Regions from separate parts of the Pan troglodytes genome. Here region 1 is linked to region 2. Evidence: chromatin contacts called from public Hi-C data. All regions are on one chromosome and are shown on one strand. Each heading gives the region's core, a stretch centred on a gene start, on an enhancer-like site or on the middle of the called end of the contact. The rest is flanking DNA. Distances are from core to core; before and after follow the strand shown. Region 1 holds the start of RPS13 (ribosomal protein S13). Region 2 overlaps PLEKHA7 (pleckstrin homology domain containing A7).

What was found. Hi-C and Micro-C count contacts between places; a contact is called where the count stands out from the background.
Region 1: a Hi-C map of induced pluripotent stem cells shows a contact between it and region 2, with 2.7 times the contacts expected there. The contact joins the promoter of RPS13 here to the enhancer-like site in region 2. A contact is called at or near these places in 3 of 7 Hi-C or Micro-C datasets (induced pluripotent stem cells and stem cell-derived neural progenitor cells), 1 of 1 datasets of contacts at active chromatin or transcription factors (stem cell-derived excitatory neurons) and 1 of 1 other capture datasets (stem cell-derived neural stem cells).

Annotation. Positions count from the first base shown.
Region 1 is chr9:21,138,594-21,145,242 of NHGRI_mPanTro3-v2.0_pri, forward strand. RPS13 (ribosomal protein S13) reads right to left here and starts at 2,970. Exons shown (of 6, transcript XM_003312935.6): 1 at 2,790-2,970; 2 at 2,600-2,648; 3 at 2,339-2,417; 4 at 624-793; 5 at 259-359. The coding sequence starts at 2,812. LOC112204958 (small nucleolar RNA SNORD14) reads right to left here and starts at 1,038; the gene lies at 949-1,038.
Region 2 is chr9:20,875,692-20,883,438 of NHGRI_mPanTro3-v2.0_pri, forward strand. It overlaps PLEKHA7 (pleckstrin homology domain containing A7), which reads right to left. Exons shown (of 30, transcript XM_016920488.4): 22 at 4,556-4,747; 23 at 4,343-4,460; 24 at 3,320-3,423; 25 at 2,641-2,841. Among named protein-coding and RNA genes, the nearest start is that of SOX6, 52 kb to the left of the region's middle. Within about 2 kb of position 2,135, at least 3 of the 24 cell types and tissues checked have an H3K27ac peak or open chromatin away from gene starts, as enhancers often do. A contact at or near this core is called in induced pluripotent stem cells and stem cell-derived neural stem cells, where this site is marked.

The DNA.
Region 1 (6,649 bases), core at 1,720-4,219, 260 kb after region 2:
ATCTAAGAGAGAGTCAAAGGGCTTATTCATGGTCTAAATCTGGGGTCTGCAACTATGGCCCTCTGCTTGTCTTTATTAAAGACAAGCAGCCACACCCATTCGATTATGTATTGCCTGTGGCTGCTTTCCCACTACCAGGCCAGAGCTCAAAGAGCAGTTAACAAAATAGCCCCCAAGGCTGAACATATTTACTACTAGGACTTTTACTACTGGCTGACTCCTATTCTTGATAACAACGACAAAAGAGTTGATACTTACTATTTCCAATTGGGAGGGAGGACTCGCTTGGTCTTATAATATCGAGCCAAACGGTGAATCCGGCTCTCTATCAGAATCAGACGGAATTTAGCATCCTTATCCTAAAAATAAAATTTGCTGCAATTCAAGAAAATCACCCAAAATGACCTAACATTATCAAACATTAATTTAATAAGAGAATGTAGAGCTACCATGCACTTTCTATAATGAAAATCTCTTTGGATAGAATTTGAACTTCAAAGCAGCACTACACTGGTTTGTGTACTAAGCCACCTTGGATAATTCAAACCAGATGCATTACATTTTACCGAAAAAATTTAGTACAAGCAGTCCTACTTAGCACCAGGTTTTATTTATTAGCTTACCTTTCTGTTCCTCTCAAGATGCTTTCGAACAGCAACTGCTTTCTTAATTAAATGGTAGAGATCTTCAGGAAGATCAGGAGCAAGTCCCTTAGACTTAAGAATTCTTAAAATTTTATTGCCTGTCACAAAACGTACTTGTGCAACACCATGTGAATCTCTCAGGATTACACCTGAAAAGGGAATCACGTTTTAACTTTCAACACGAAACACAAACTGGAGAATGTGATGATGTCAAGGCTCAGAAATCAGGGCATAGTTTCCTATCTGTAAGATGGGGGTATACTTTTATACATCACAGAAACCAACGTGAGAATGCACATAAAGCTCACTCAGACATCCAAGGAAGGTTTACCCAACACTAAGGAAAACCTTTCTGGTGGAAACTGCGAATGTTGGAAAACCATCATCACAGTGAGCTTGCTGGAATACAGATGACCAAAGGGATTAATGAGATTCCACAGCTAACATTTATTGAGAACTCTGGTCAGATATTCTTCTAAAAACTTTACACGTTATTTCTTTTAAACCTCTAATGAGCTCTGACTACTTACAATCTATGACATATTTTCTTTTGATGTGTCATACCTCCAATTAGACTACAAGCTCCAGGAGTACAGATATTTTGCACCCCCCTCCCCCTTTTAAGAGGTGGGCTCAGGTGGTGTGGCTCACGCCTGTAATCCCAGCACTTTGGGAGGCCGAGGCAGTGGATCACCTGAGGTCAGGAGTCTGAGACCAGCCTGGCCAACATGGTGAAACCTCGTCTCTACTAAAAATACAAAAATTAGCCGGGCGTGGTGGTGCGGCCTGTAGTCTCAGCTACTCCAGAGGCAGAGGCAGGAGAACTGCTTGCTTGAACCCAGGAGGCGGAGGTTGCAGTGAGCCGAGATCGTACCACTGCACTCCAGCCTGGGTGACAAAGTGAGAATCGGTCTCAAATAAAAACAAAAACACACAAATTAGCTGGCCTGCTGGCGGGCGCCTGTAATCCCACCTATTCGGGAGGCTGAGGCAGGAGAATCGCTTGAATCCAGGAGGTGGAGGTTGCAGTGAGCTGAGATCACGCCACTGCACTCCAGACTGGGCGACAAGAGCGAGACTGTCTCAAAAAAAAAAAAAGAGGTGGGGTCTCTCTGTCACCCAGGAGTGCAGTGGCTTCATCATAGCTCACTGCAGCCTGGGACTTCTGGGCTCAGGTGATCCTCCCACCTCTGCATCCCAAGTATCTGGGACTACAGGCACATTGCGGCTGGCTTTTTTGGGCGGGGGAGTAGGAGGGTAGTATGTTCTCAGGCCCCAGAACCATGTTCAGCACATAGAAGGTAAACATTTGCTGAATGAAGCCACTTGCACGAAGTCACACGCAGCTGAGATTCAAACCACACCTAACTGTGAGGAACTGTGTCAGGCACTCTGCTTAGCCAATTCCAACTCCTCCACTTGACAGCTGTGTGATTTGGGGCTGGTTAGTATCCAGCTGCACTGTGCCTCTGCTTCCTCAACTGTAAACTGGGGTGAAAGCCACGAAGATTTATTTCAAAGTATTGTGGTCAGAATTAAACGAAATCAGTACATGTGAAGTGCTTACAATGATGCCTCTAGCACGGTGGCGAGACCATAGTTTTGGCTATTTTAAAAATAACTTTACCATCTACTAGATCCTACAAGTCACACGAGGACAGGCGAAAGAGACTATATTAGACACAAACACTCACCGATCTGTGAAGGAGTAAGGCCCTTCTTGGCCAGTTTGTAAATCTGCTCCTTCACGTCGTCAGATGTCAACTTCAACCACTGTTATGGAATAGAAAGCAGCCTTAGGATGAGAACCCAGGAATGGCGCCGCAGAACAGCGGTCTCTCCTTCCGCAAAACCGCGCTCCTCATACACGCAAGTTCCTCACCCTGGCGTCGCTTCACCCGAGACAAATGCCAACCCCCTCCCCGGATTCTCCCCGGTCCCAGCGCGCTACTTACAGTGGGGACGCTGCGTCGATAGGGTAAAGCCGACTGGGACAGGCCCTTCCTGGGGAGAGAAGCAGTCTCGAGGTGAGGTGGCGGCTCGTGCCAGAGCAGCCCAGAACATCATCCCCTCGGCCCGCTGCCCACACTCCCTGTCTTCCTCCCACCCCCCGCCCAGCAATCCGGCTTGATACCCCGAGCTCACCCGGGAGCATGCATGCGACCCATGATGGCGGCGATCAGGCAACGAAAGGAGAGCGAGAGTGGAAACGCCGCAGGAAGCCACCCAACACGCAGGAAGTGACCTCACACGTCCCCGCTTCCTCTCACGCAGGAGGCGGAGCTACGCTGCGCAGCCACCTCCCGTCTGTGTGACTACATCTCCCGAAATGCATTTCAGCGTCGCAAGAGATCGTCAATCGGGCCTCATCCCGGCATGCATCGGTCTTTGGTCAGCCTTGTGGCCAGAGCGGGAATTTGAGGCTGACGCCAGCTTGCGTCGAAATTCCCTGTGGACGCCGAGATCATAAAGATTCGAATGCTGCGCTGGGGGTGGGTATGGAGCAGGTAGGGCTGGAAGAAGCAGCCATACACAGGTGTTTGCTCATTCACCAGTGCCTGGCTTTGTCCTGGCACTAGATCCCTCAGAGTCGGCCCTGCGCCTAATAAATTAACAGATACAATAGCATGTGATGAGGACCACACGGGAAGCCATGGCAGCGGCTACCGCCCAGCCAGCGCTTCCATTTCTCATTTCTAAATCCTACCCTAATCTGTCAGGGGAGAGTCGCTGACGGTGAAGAACCGGTCTAAGGAGTTGAACCAGGTCCCCACGGATGCCTGCCGCCCTCCGCACTCGAATTCTCCTGCGCAGGGCTCTGGGGCGCTGGGCTCGCCGGGGAGAAGGATTGGGCAGAAGCTTACGGAGCCATGTTCCCAAGTGAGAGAGTTGGCGGGCAGGGAAGAGCCTTGGGAGCAAGATTGCAAAGGCCAAGAGGATGAGGGATAAAATGAAGCATTTGAATTTCCTGGGAAAAGGGAACCGTCAAGGAAGAAGCTTTTTTTTTTTTTTTTTTTGAGACGGAGTTTCGCTCTTGATTCCCAGGCTGGAGTGCAATGGCGCGATCTCGGCTTGCCGCACCCTCCGCCTCCCGGGTTCAAGCGATTCTCCTGCCTCAGCCTCCTGAGTAGCTGGGATCACAGGCATGCGCCACCACTTCCAGCTAATTTTGTATTTTTAGTAGAGACGGGTTTTTCCATGTTGGTCAGGCTGGTCTTGAGCTCCCGACCTCAGGTGATCCGCCCGCCTCGGCCTCCCAAAGTGCTGGGATTACAGACGTGAGCCACCGCGCCTGGCCGAAAGAAGCTCTTTTAAGACAGACCTAGCCTGGGCAACATGGCGAAACCCCCTCTCTATAAATACAAAGAATTAGCCGGGCGTGCTCGCTCGTGCCTTTGGTTCCAGCTACGAAGGAGGCTGAGGTGGAGAATCTCTGGAGCCGCGAAGGACATTGCGGTGAGCCGAGATAGCACCACTGCGCGCCAGCCTGGGCAACAGAGCAAGACTCTGTCTTAAAAAAAAAAAAAAAAGGAAAGAAAGAAAAAGACTGACTCAGTGCCGGTACACAACAATGCGTTGAAAAAATGGGCAAATGAAGCAGCTTTTTAAATTTTTAAAAAGTAAGCATAGCTCTAGGAAGGAGGGAGGTCAGTGAAATCAAACTCCCGTCGACAAGCTTAAAGTAACTGGCAAGACGCTGGGAAACTAGATACTGAAACATCCGCTCTTAACTTTTAACCTGTCACTATTTGAAATAAAGTTATCAGGGATAGCCGGGCGCGGTGGCTCACGCCTGTAATCCCAGCACTTTGGGAGGCCGAGGCGGGGGGATCACGAGATCAAGAGATCGAGACCATCCTGGCTAACACGGTGAAACTCCGTCTCTACTAAAAATACAAAAAAATTAGACGGGCGTGGTGGCGGGCGCCTGTAGTCCCAGCTACTCAGGAGGCTGAGGCAGGAGAATGGCGTGAACCCGGGAGGCGGAGCTTGCAGTAAGCCACGATCGCACCACTGCACTCCAGCCTAGGTGGCAGAGCGAGACTCCGTCTCAAAAAAAAAGTATCAGGGATAAAGAGAGAACCCTTTATAACAACAAACGGGTCAGTTCTCCAAGAAAACAACACCCCTCCCCCCCAAAAAAAGCCATAATCTGTCACTATTTGATTAATAACTTTTCCCAAAGCATTAGGAATTTTAGTCAAATCGGGTACCCTATTTGGGTAATTTTTTTTCTAGCAAAGTTTATCATTAGCCAATTTTACATTTTTAGTTCAGATATGGAATAGGTATCTCAAATTTAATATGACTCCAATTCCCAAACCATGCCCCTTTGTTTCAGTTAAACACGATCCTGTTTGCTCAAACTTAATACAAACCTAGGCATCTCCATTTTTCTCTGATTTCCCTCTGTCATCCCAGCTCTACCACAAGAATGTATCACGAATATGTTCCCTTTGCCCCATTTCCACCTTCAGTCCTAGCCACCATCATCTCCTATCTGGGCAACTCGGTAGTATCCACACCGTCTGGTCACGTCCCCACTCTAAACACAACCCACTCTCCACCTAGCAGTCAGAGTGATCCATTAAATACATAAAGCAGATTAATTCATTGCTCCCCTGTGTAAATCCCTCCCATACTTTCTCAATGCACCTAAGATCCAATCCCTGGACCCACGTCTTGCCACTATCCCCCGATTCTAAACGCTCCAACCGCACTTACTCCTTTCTGATTCTACAAGGTAACGATGTGTTCCTTTCCTGCTTAGAGCCCTTCTTCTTGCTGAGCAAGCACTGCCTGAAGTGCTTGCTCTTCCTCAAGACCTTTTCAGGTCTCACTTTCACATCCTGGCCTCCATGTCATCTCAGGGTGGCTTTCCCTAAATAGGATCATCTAAAGTAGTCCTTCTTCCCAACACAATATCCTACTGATTACCTTCAAAGCACCCAAATCTCTAACATCCTTTCTAGTTGCTTGTTTGGTTGCCTGTCCACCTCCAATAAAAATTAGCTCTGAGAGTACAACGTTTATTGCTTTATCTCCAACACCCACAAGAGTGCCTGGCAGGAAGTTAGGTACTCAGTAATTATTTGAAAGAATGAACCTAAATAATGTCATTTTCCCCCCTTTGTAGATGTCTAGATTGTAGACATTATTTCAGGAAGATGATGGGAATAGTAGATTTAGCAATCTAGTCCCAGATTACAGGATGTCTGTGTGTAATTTGGGTTGTCAGTTAGTTATACATGAAGTTTTTTGTTTTTGTTTTTTGAGAGAGTCTCGTTCTGTCACCCAGGCTGGAGTGCAGTGGCCTGATCTTGGCTCACTGCAACCTGCACCTCCCGAGTTCAAGAGATTCTCCTGCGTCAGCCTCCCGAGTAGCTGGGACTACTGGCACCCGCCACCACGCCCGGCCAATTTTTGTATTTTAGTAGAGATGGGGGTTTCATCATGTTGGCCAGGCTGGTCTCAAACTCCTGATCTCAAGTGATCCGCCCGCCTCAGCCTCCCAAAGTGCTGGGATTACAGGTGTGAGCCACTGCACCCGGCCTGCCATAGTTATTTTATCTGGTAATGTTTGTATATTCAGTAATGATGATAAAATACGATGTAGTGCTGAGTTTTAATCAAACGGTGTTTGCCTTCTATTAAGCCATGCTCCATTGCCTTTATATGTGGCATGCTTTTGTGAGAGCTGCTTTTGCAAATTGGAAACTTCTAATTTTTTAGACAAAGGGAAAGTTATAATTTTAGTATCTAGAAAATAGTTACTGTTAATGCATTTATTAAGGGCAGAAGTTCAGTGATCAAATAGCTTTACAAACTGAATTTTTAATATTTTTTAATATTTATTTTAATATTTATTTTAATATTTTTTACTTTGATCCATTTTGAGTTAATTTTTTAATGTGGTGTAAGAGTCCTACTGATGCTTTTGCATGTGGTTATCCAGTTGTACCAGCACCATTTATTGGAAAAACCTTTTCTTTTTTTAAATGGTC
Region 2 (7,747 bases), core at 885-3,384:
TCCATGGGGTCCTTTGAAAGATGAACCTGTGATCCCCTTAGGGAAAAGCTGTATGTGCAATAGAGAATGAAGCTGCTGTCCCCTTCATATGGGCTGTTCCAGACTGCTAAGTGCTCTCTGATCTGGGTTCCCAGAGGTTTCAAACATACACCCTTGGGGCACAGGTCTAAGACTCATGACTTCAGGCTCACAGTGGTCCCCAGGGAAATAGAAGGCTCCCAGAGAGGGTGACCTCCAAACAACTTGGGACAGAGTTCTAGAGAAGGGATTTGTCCCTTCCACTCTCTACAGCTGGTTCAGGAGACATACATCCCAGGCTCAGAATTAATGGAAAAACACGCCCTTCAAGGCCCTGCTAAGCAAGAAGAATAACCAAGGATCTTTCTATTGGGAATTTTCAACAAGATAACATTTGTAGGTGGGGGATCTCGCACTTACAGTAGGGCTGGGGAGGTACAAGCAAAAGCAGCTTGGAGCCAATGAGGCAGAAAAACTGCTGTATGAGACCCATCTATTTGAGATAGATGTTTTCTTTAAATTAGAAAAAAAACTAAATCATATAAAATTGAAATGCTAAATCAAATGGAATGTTTCTAAGGCTGTTTCACAGTATCAACTTTGTAACAAGCTTCCCAAGAGGGAAAATCTAACCGATAAGATCCAACCATGACTGTCCAGCTCCGTGGTGACTTCCTGTTGACCCAGGACCTGCATCCTCACAGGCCTTTGACCGCTGAGCAGGTTGTTGAGAATAGAGCAGGCTCAAAGCCTCTCTTCCCCTGAGCAAAACCAAAGCAGATGCTTATCTATCCCAGGCCATCTTCTCTCTCCCATCCATCCACCTCAAAGCCCCAAATGGTCCTGATTGTCTTTGATGCCTCAAGTCCCTCCAGAACCCCAAACCCAGAGCCATATTCGCACATTTCACCCATTCATGCACAAGCTCTCAATAATGACTCCAAATCAATGTAATCACTCTTAGGTGATGGTTTCCAACTATTGTTGGAAAGGATTAGGCAATTGAAGTTCCAAAGATGAAAAAATCAATTTAATGATTCACAAAGAAAACATTCATTTCCTTACAGGCTCACAAATGCTCCAAATAGAGACAAGTCCTCATTTAAACCCAGCCTGATTGTTTCCACAAACAGGAAAAGTTCACTAGACTCTATAAGGTATCCTGGGGAAGAACCACGCCAATCCATTATTATTAAGCAACATGTTTATTGGCGTTGATGCAGAGACTTACACAAGTCTTCTTTTTTAAGAGAAAAATTACAAGGTATTCAAGTTACGATTTTTAGATAATCTCTACATTTGAGACATCAAATTATAAAAGGTCAGTGTTACCCCATATGACATTTGTTTTAAAAGTTTAAAGGTTACCAGGTTTGCAGCTTTTAAAGATATGAATGTCCTGGGCCTTACCCCTTTGGTGTCTGAGCTAGCAGCTGCAGAGAGGCCCTCTGAATATACAGTATATTTTGCTATCCCTTCAAGTTATTAAATACCAGAAACACAAAAGGTTTTCCATAAGAAATTGTGTGATTGGACTATAGGAATTAAAACCGAACAACCTCAGTCTTGGGAGAATGTATTCAAACGTGCAATCTCTTAAGTCCCTGTCTACTGTCCAGGTGTAAAGCATGGATTTTTATAAATTAATAATGCCCAGACCTCTGCCAATGACTGTGGCGTCAGGCAGCAGGTTGGCTCAGGCTTGTGGGGTGGCTTTTGGGACAAGTGAATTATGAGTCAGTAGGCCTGCATGAAGAGGGCAGCAGAAAGGTGAGTCACATCTGGGAACACTCAACAGGCTATGGAGACAAGAACCGCTATTACAAGCCCGGTAATAAGTAGCACAGGCCAGTTAGAGCATGTTCAATGCAAATCAGAAGCTTCTGTAAACACAATCAGGCAGGATTAGAGAGGCAATGAGCGGTAACACTAAAAGCAAAGGAGCTTGTGCAATGAATTAGGGAAAGAACAATCAGGCTAGAGGTTTAGGGAAACATGGGATTTCAAACAACAGGGAAAAGTCAAATGGAATGTTTCCAAAGGGACCTAAGGTGACTGTGGACAGGGCGCAGCGCCAGGAAGCGCCACCAGGGGGCAGCACAGGCCTCCCCAGCAATCCCAGACACCCTGAGGCCTCTGCACTGCAAGCCCAGGGAGACCAGTGGCCCTTGGGGCAGGGGTGTGACCCCGTGCTCCATCACCCTCACACAGCATCTGCTGGCAGGTCTGGGAGGCTGATCAGTTTGCTTGTGCTTCTAACCAAATCATGTCACCATCTTCCTCCTCTCCTCTCTGAACCCTGTATTCCCAGGTCCTGAATTCAGCCGAGATTCCGAACGCCTGCAAAGGCCCCTCTCCATCGCGGCTGGGAGGACTGACTGGGTATTTCCTCAGGCTCCTGGGCCTGTTTGATCCTCACTCCAGCTCTGGTTCAGGTCACCCTCTGACCAGGCATTTGTCCAGCCTGGGTCGTGGACAAACAGCCCCGTGGGGTGTTCTCTGAACCATGTAGGTCAATGGACAGCTCTCTCACTGGGAGGTGTGATGTGCTTGTGTTTGGGGGACTCTGAGGGGCACTCGGCTCCCTGTCCCTGCCCCGCTGCCTGGCCCCTCCTAACATACTGAGCCAAGATCTCCAGGGAGCGGCCGGCTGAGGTAGCGAGATGAGGGCAGGCCCGTCCTCTCCCCTTGGCCCAGTGTCCTCTTGCGCTCTCGGACCAGGGCCTTCTGGTGTCGCTTCATGCGCTCCAGCTGCTCCTCTGCACTCATCTTGCCTCGCTGGTGATCCCCTGAGTACAGGCGCTCCAAGGCACTCTTAGGTCTCTGAGGAAGAGGAGGCAGGCAAGAGAGACACAGAACAGCTGGGCTGGGCACGCAGAGGACGGCCACCCTGCTGGCTGCATTCCCGTTGTCTCTCTCTCACACACATGCACACTCTAGTTGGGCTCCTCTTGGCCTTAGAGAACTATCTCCTCTAAGCAACACGATGCCCCCAACCCTCAGGAGCTTTCTGAGTAGCACCCATTCTGCAGATGCAGACACTTAGGCTCAGGCCTGTCCAGTGAGGCCAGAACCCAGGGTGCAGGCTTCTTGAGCTCCCTCCTGCCACCCTGACAGGCCAGAGAGAAAGGCAGGATGCCCTCCTTGGTGGACAGTGGGTGACAGGGAGCTCAGGAGGGGCTGAGGCCACCCCAGAGGCCATCCCCAGGGCTGAAGGGATGGCCAGTTACTGTCCTCCTGGGAGACCCTCTCTCCCCATGTGAAGGAGCAGGGAGGTCCTCGACAGCTCAAGGCCACTCACAGGGAAGGTCGCCTTGCTGCTTTCGGCATTGAGACCCCTCCGGAGTGTGACGTAGGGAGCAATGGTGGACGACTGCTGGAGCCTTGACGTGGACCCTGAGAGCCCTTAGTGAGGAAAGAGAAGTGCAAGCATGTTTGTGCTGGGGTGGATGGGTCCCTGCTTCTCCCTCATCACACATTCTTGCAGGAGGACCAAGAGCACCCAGTCAATGACCCACCCTTATTTCTCTTCTTCCTCCCCAGGGCATAGAGGAGCAAGGTCCCCAATAGAGGATGGGGGCCAGCCCGGGGGTGACCTTTGTCCCTGATGGGGGGCAGTGTCCCTGCAGATCTGTGGACCACCCCAGGCTTCCCTTACATGCAGATGACTGGGCTGCCTGGCAGGTAGAAAGGCTGGAGGGGCAGGAATGCCTTTCACCCCCTGATCCATTCTTAGGCACCCTGCACAACCCAACTTGGGGTGAGGAGGACAGTGAGAAGGACACTCAACTGGCAAGAAAGCATTTAAGGAAAGGGCTCACTGAGTCTTAGAGTGGCACTCTGGAAGGTCTGAGATGGCCAAGCTGGTGGCAGCCACCCAGCACTCCGGCCTACAGGGTGCAGTGACTCTGGAGCCAGAGCACTGGGATTGTCTTCCGGTTCCACCAATGACCAGCTAATTGGCAAGTTATTTAATTTCTCTGGGCCTTAGTTTCTGTGTCTCTAAAATGGGGATGACAGTACTTTCCTCATAGGATTGTTGTGAATATCATGTCTATATAAAGTGCTTAAACAGTGCCAGGCTTTCTAGTAACTGCTATTATCATTGTTCCTGGGGACAGATGTAACAAAAGAGGAAGAGAATCAGGATGTGGGCCAGAGGAAGACAGGCCAGGTCCTCCCTCTTGGCATCCCAGACCCCCCTGACAGCTGCTGCTCACTCCTAGGCCTAGAGCTGCAGGCAGAAGGGTACGAGGCACCAGCTGAAGGCTGGAAGCAGTGTGGTGGGATTCCCAGAGAAACTCCAGGGAGGGCCCTGCCTTACCTCTGCCTGGCAGCGTCTGGTACCTGCTCTCAGGGCCCACAAGTCCCAGGGAGGGCTGGGCCATGTCCCCGCTGAGGGTCGCCAGCTCAGGCTCACTGACATACGACCGCAGCTCCACCTGTGGGCAGAGTCCCAGGTGATGTGACCTGCCAGTGTCACACCCCTTTACCTCTCCCCACATGCAGAGTGGCAGCCCCAGGGTCCCCCGCTCACCCTGGAATCCCCATTCACACACTGCCCCAGCTCCCGGTCTCGCTTCCTCTCGTCTGACTGCCGCTTGAGGCCCCGCACAGATGTGTGCCGGATGATGGTGGCCTCTCTTGGCAGAGGCGGCACAGCCGGGGGCTGGTCCTCTGGGCTGTAGAGTTCGGGGAGTGGGGGCCTGGGAGGTGCTTCATCTTCCTGCTGAGAAAGAGAACCAGACCAGTGGTCAGCGAGACGGAGCTGGAGGGAGGACTGCTAGGTACTGCCACAGTGGAGGTTTAAAGGGTAGGAACAGGCCACATCAGAGCCACAGAACATGACTGCCTCAGCCAAGGAGCACTCACACTTCCCCTGGCGGGGAGCAGTGAAGAAGGGACATGCTCTGCTCCTCTATCCCCTCAGAGGTATACAGTTTCTATTCCTCCAAGTGTTACCTGTATAACTGTGTCCTGAAACCCAGGACTCAGGTCTCCCGGGTCCATGCCCTCGGTGCTGTGCTGAACTGCTCCCTCCGCTCATCTGGAGTGCACATCGCAGGCAGGCTGCTAACCCTGCCCTGACTTCCATGCTTATGACAGCACCACCTACCTGGAGAGTAACATCTACCCACTCAGCAGTGCTCAGCCTGAGCCGGCTCATTGGCCCTACATGAGCTCTGGCGCCTTCAGCAAGGTGGGGACCTGAACAAGGACAGAGTCTACATCCTCCTGGCCTTTCTATCAGAAATGTGTATGGTTACAAAATATTTCCTCCTTCCCGACTCAGACAGAACAGGCGGTCAGGATGAGTGACTCACTGCCTACCATGCAGTTCATTCCCTAGAATGTGATGAATGCAACATTTTCCTTGAAACTCCCTGTCCACAGTGTTCTGTGAGGGCTGTGGTTCCTCTACATATCAACAGACCGGCCCCTGGTTGCCATGAACACCCACTCGCAGGACTAACGACCATCATGCCTTCCACCTCCTAAATTCCCTCTTTCTCGGTCTAATTTGGTTTTGTTTTTAAGAATTTTGCAGAGTTCAGGAAAGGGCACTCCAAGCTCTTGGAAAGTTCAGGAAAGAGCACTCCAAAGCAAAGGTTTATCAACAATCTTCACTGATGTGTGAAAGTTAAGCCATCTGCCTAAGATACGCACTGGTTCTCTGAGGATCCACAGTTTCCAATCCTGACAAGATATCTGAATCACCAATTTCTAAAAAGCTCCCCAGAAAGATAAACATAAAACATTGATTGCCTTTGATTGAATGGAATGTCTGGAGGCAGAGGGTGGGAAGGAGACATGTTATTATGTACTTTTTTATATCTTTTGCTTTTGTATCCTTTGAGAATATTATCTAATTTATTTTTAAAAAGACATTAAACTCAAGAAAATAAGTCAAATAAAAATAAAAGAACTATAGCCACATGCAACAATGTATATAAATCTCACAAACATAATGTTGAAGAAAAGATGCAAGACACAAAATAGTATATAGAATTATATACCAGCATAATCACAGTGTTTAGGAGTCAACACAGGTACTAAAATTAAAAAAAAAAAAAAAAAGGCAAGGGGATTATTATCCAAAAAGTCAAGATTGTGGTTACTTCTGGCAGACAGGAAGCAGCTTGGCCTGGGAAAGAACCCACAGGCTTCTGGTTGCTAGCAGTGTTCTATTTCTTAGTCTAGCTGTTGGTATAAAACAGGTGGTCTCTTTATTGTTATTTGTTAAATTATATAATCCTGTTTTATGTCATTTTCAGGATGGATATTATTGTTTCACAAATATAAATGGGTTTCATTTTGTTTTGAGACAGGGTCTTGCTGTATTGCCCAGGCTGGAGTGCAGTTGTGTAATCACAGGTCACTGCAGCCTCAAACTCCTGGGCTCAAATGATCCTCCTGCCTTAGCCTTCCCAGTAGCTGGGACGACAGGCAAGCAGCACCACGCCCATCTTATAAGTGTTAAAAACAAGTAAGTAATAAAACAAATGGTAAAACTGGCAAACACACATATATTCCTAGGAGAGAGGACCTCTCCTGGTGATCCTGATGCTCACCCAAGCTGAGAAAGCCCTGCCTGAGAGCCACAGATGACCAAGCTGAGGAGGAGCCTCTGTGACCATCTACAAAAGGGAAAATGAGGAGGCTCAGGGAAGGGACGGACTTGCCTGAGGACACAGTGAGAGAATCAGTCCCGGAATCTGGGTGTCCCAGCTCCTATGCCAGTGCCTTTTTCCCCTACTCCCTGTCCCAGCTGGCAGCATTCTGCCCTATGTTGGCAGCCATCTGCCCCAGACATTCCTGCTGTTTGTTTTGGAATTTTCCCTCTCCTGTTTTAGGGCTAGAGCTCCAGTCCACCTCTTGGATCTGGGATTGGGAAGGAGATCTCAAGATGCTGAAATCCACAGTGACTCTCTGGCTGGGTGCTGGGCCATATCCTGGGTCCAGCTCTGGGCCCTGGACTATGGCTGGAAGCAGGTAGATGGTGAGGACCAGGGTAGCAGAACTCGTGTTTTACCCAGCACTGTGCACTGACCTCATCAGAGGTCCAGGCACACACAATGCCCAGGTGAGTCTCCTCCAAGCCTTTGTTGGCAAAAATCTGGAGGGCCCCATTCCGAGGTCCACTCTGCTATGGCTTCCCTGCACTGGGACCAGCCTCATTGTGTTCTCCAGCCAAGGCTGGCCTGGCCCTGGAGGCGTGAGCTCTCTTGGGACCTGACCACATCTCCTATTTCTTTAAAGTCTCCTGCATTCCCAGACTCTGCCAAGAGCTTGGCCCCTTTCTATGCCAGGCAAACCAAGGTGCTGGCCCAGTCAGCCACAGAGGCCACAGACCGGATCTGGGACTGAAAGCCCAATTAGATGGCAGATGGCACAGAATAAAAGAGAAGGGCCAGGAGATGTGATTGGATTCACTAGTTAGCATGGAGACATTGAGCAAATGTCAACAATTTAGGCTCTTAGTTTTCTTCTCTGTGGAATGGGGATACTGCTCTTGCTGTGTATACTCTGCGAGGTTATTTTAAAGATCAAAGCATCCTCACAACCCAGCCCAGTGTTCAGCGGCGGGTGAAGGGAAGGACATTTTTCCACTGGACTGAGCTCACTGCCCACAGGCTGTGTAACTGCAGGAGAGCCCCCTGCGGATTTGCACAAAGGTTTGCATGGGGACAGCTTCGTCCACAGCCACACACCTCTCTGCAGATCACAA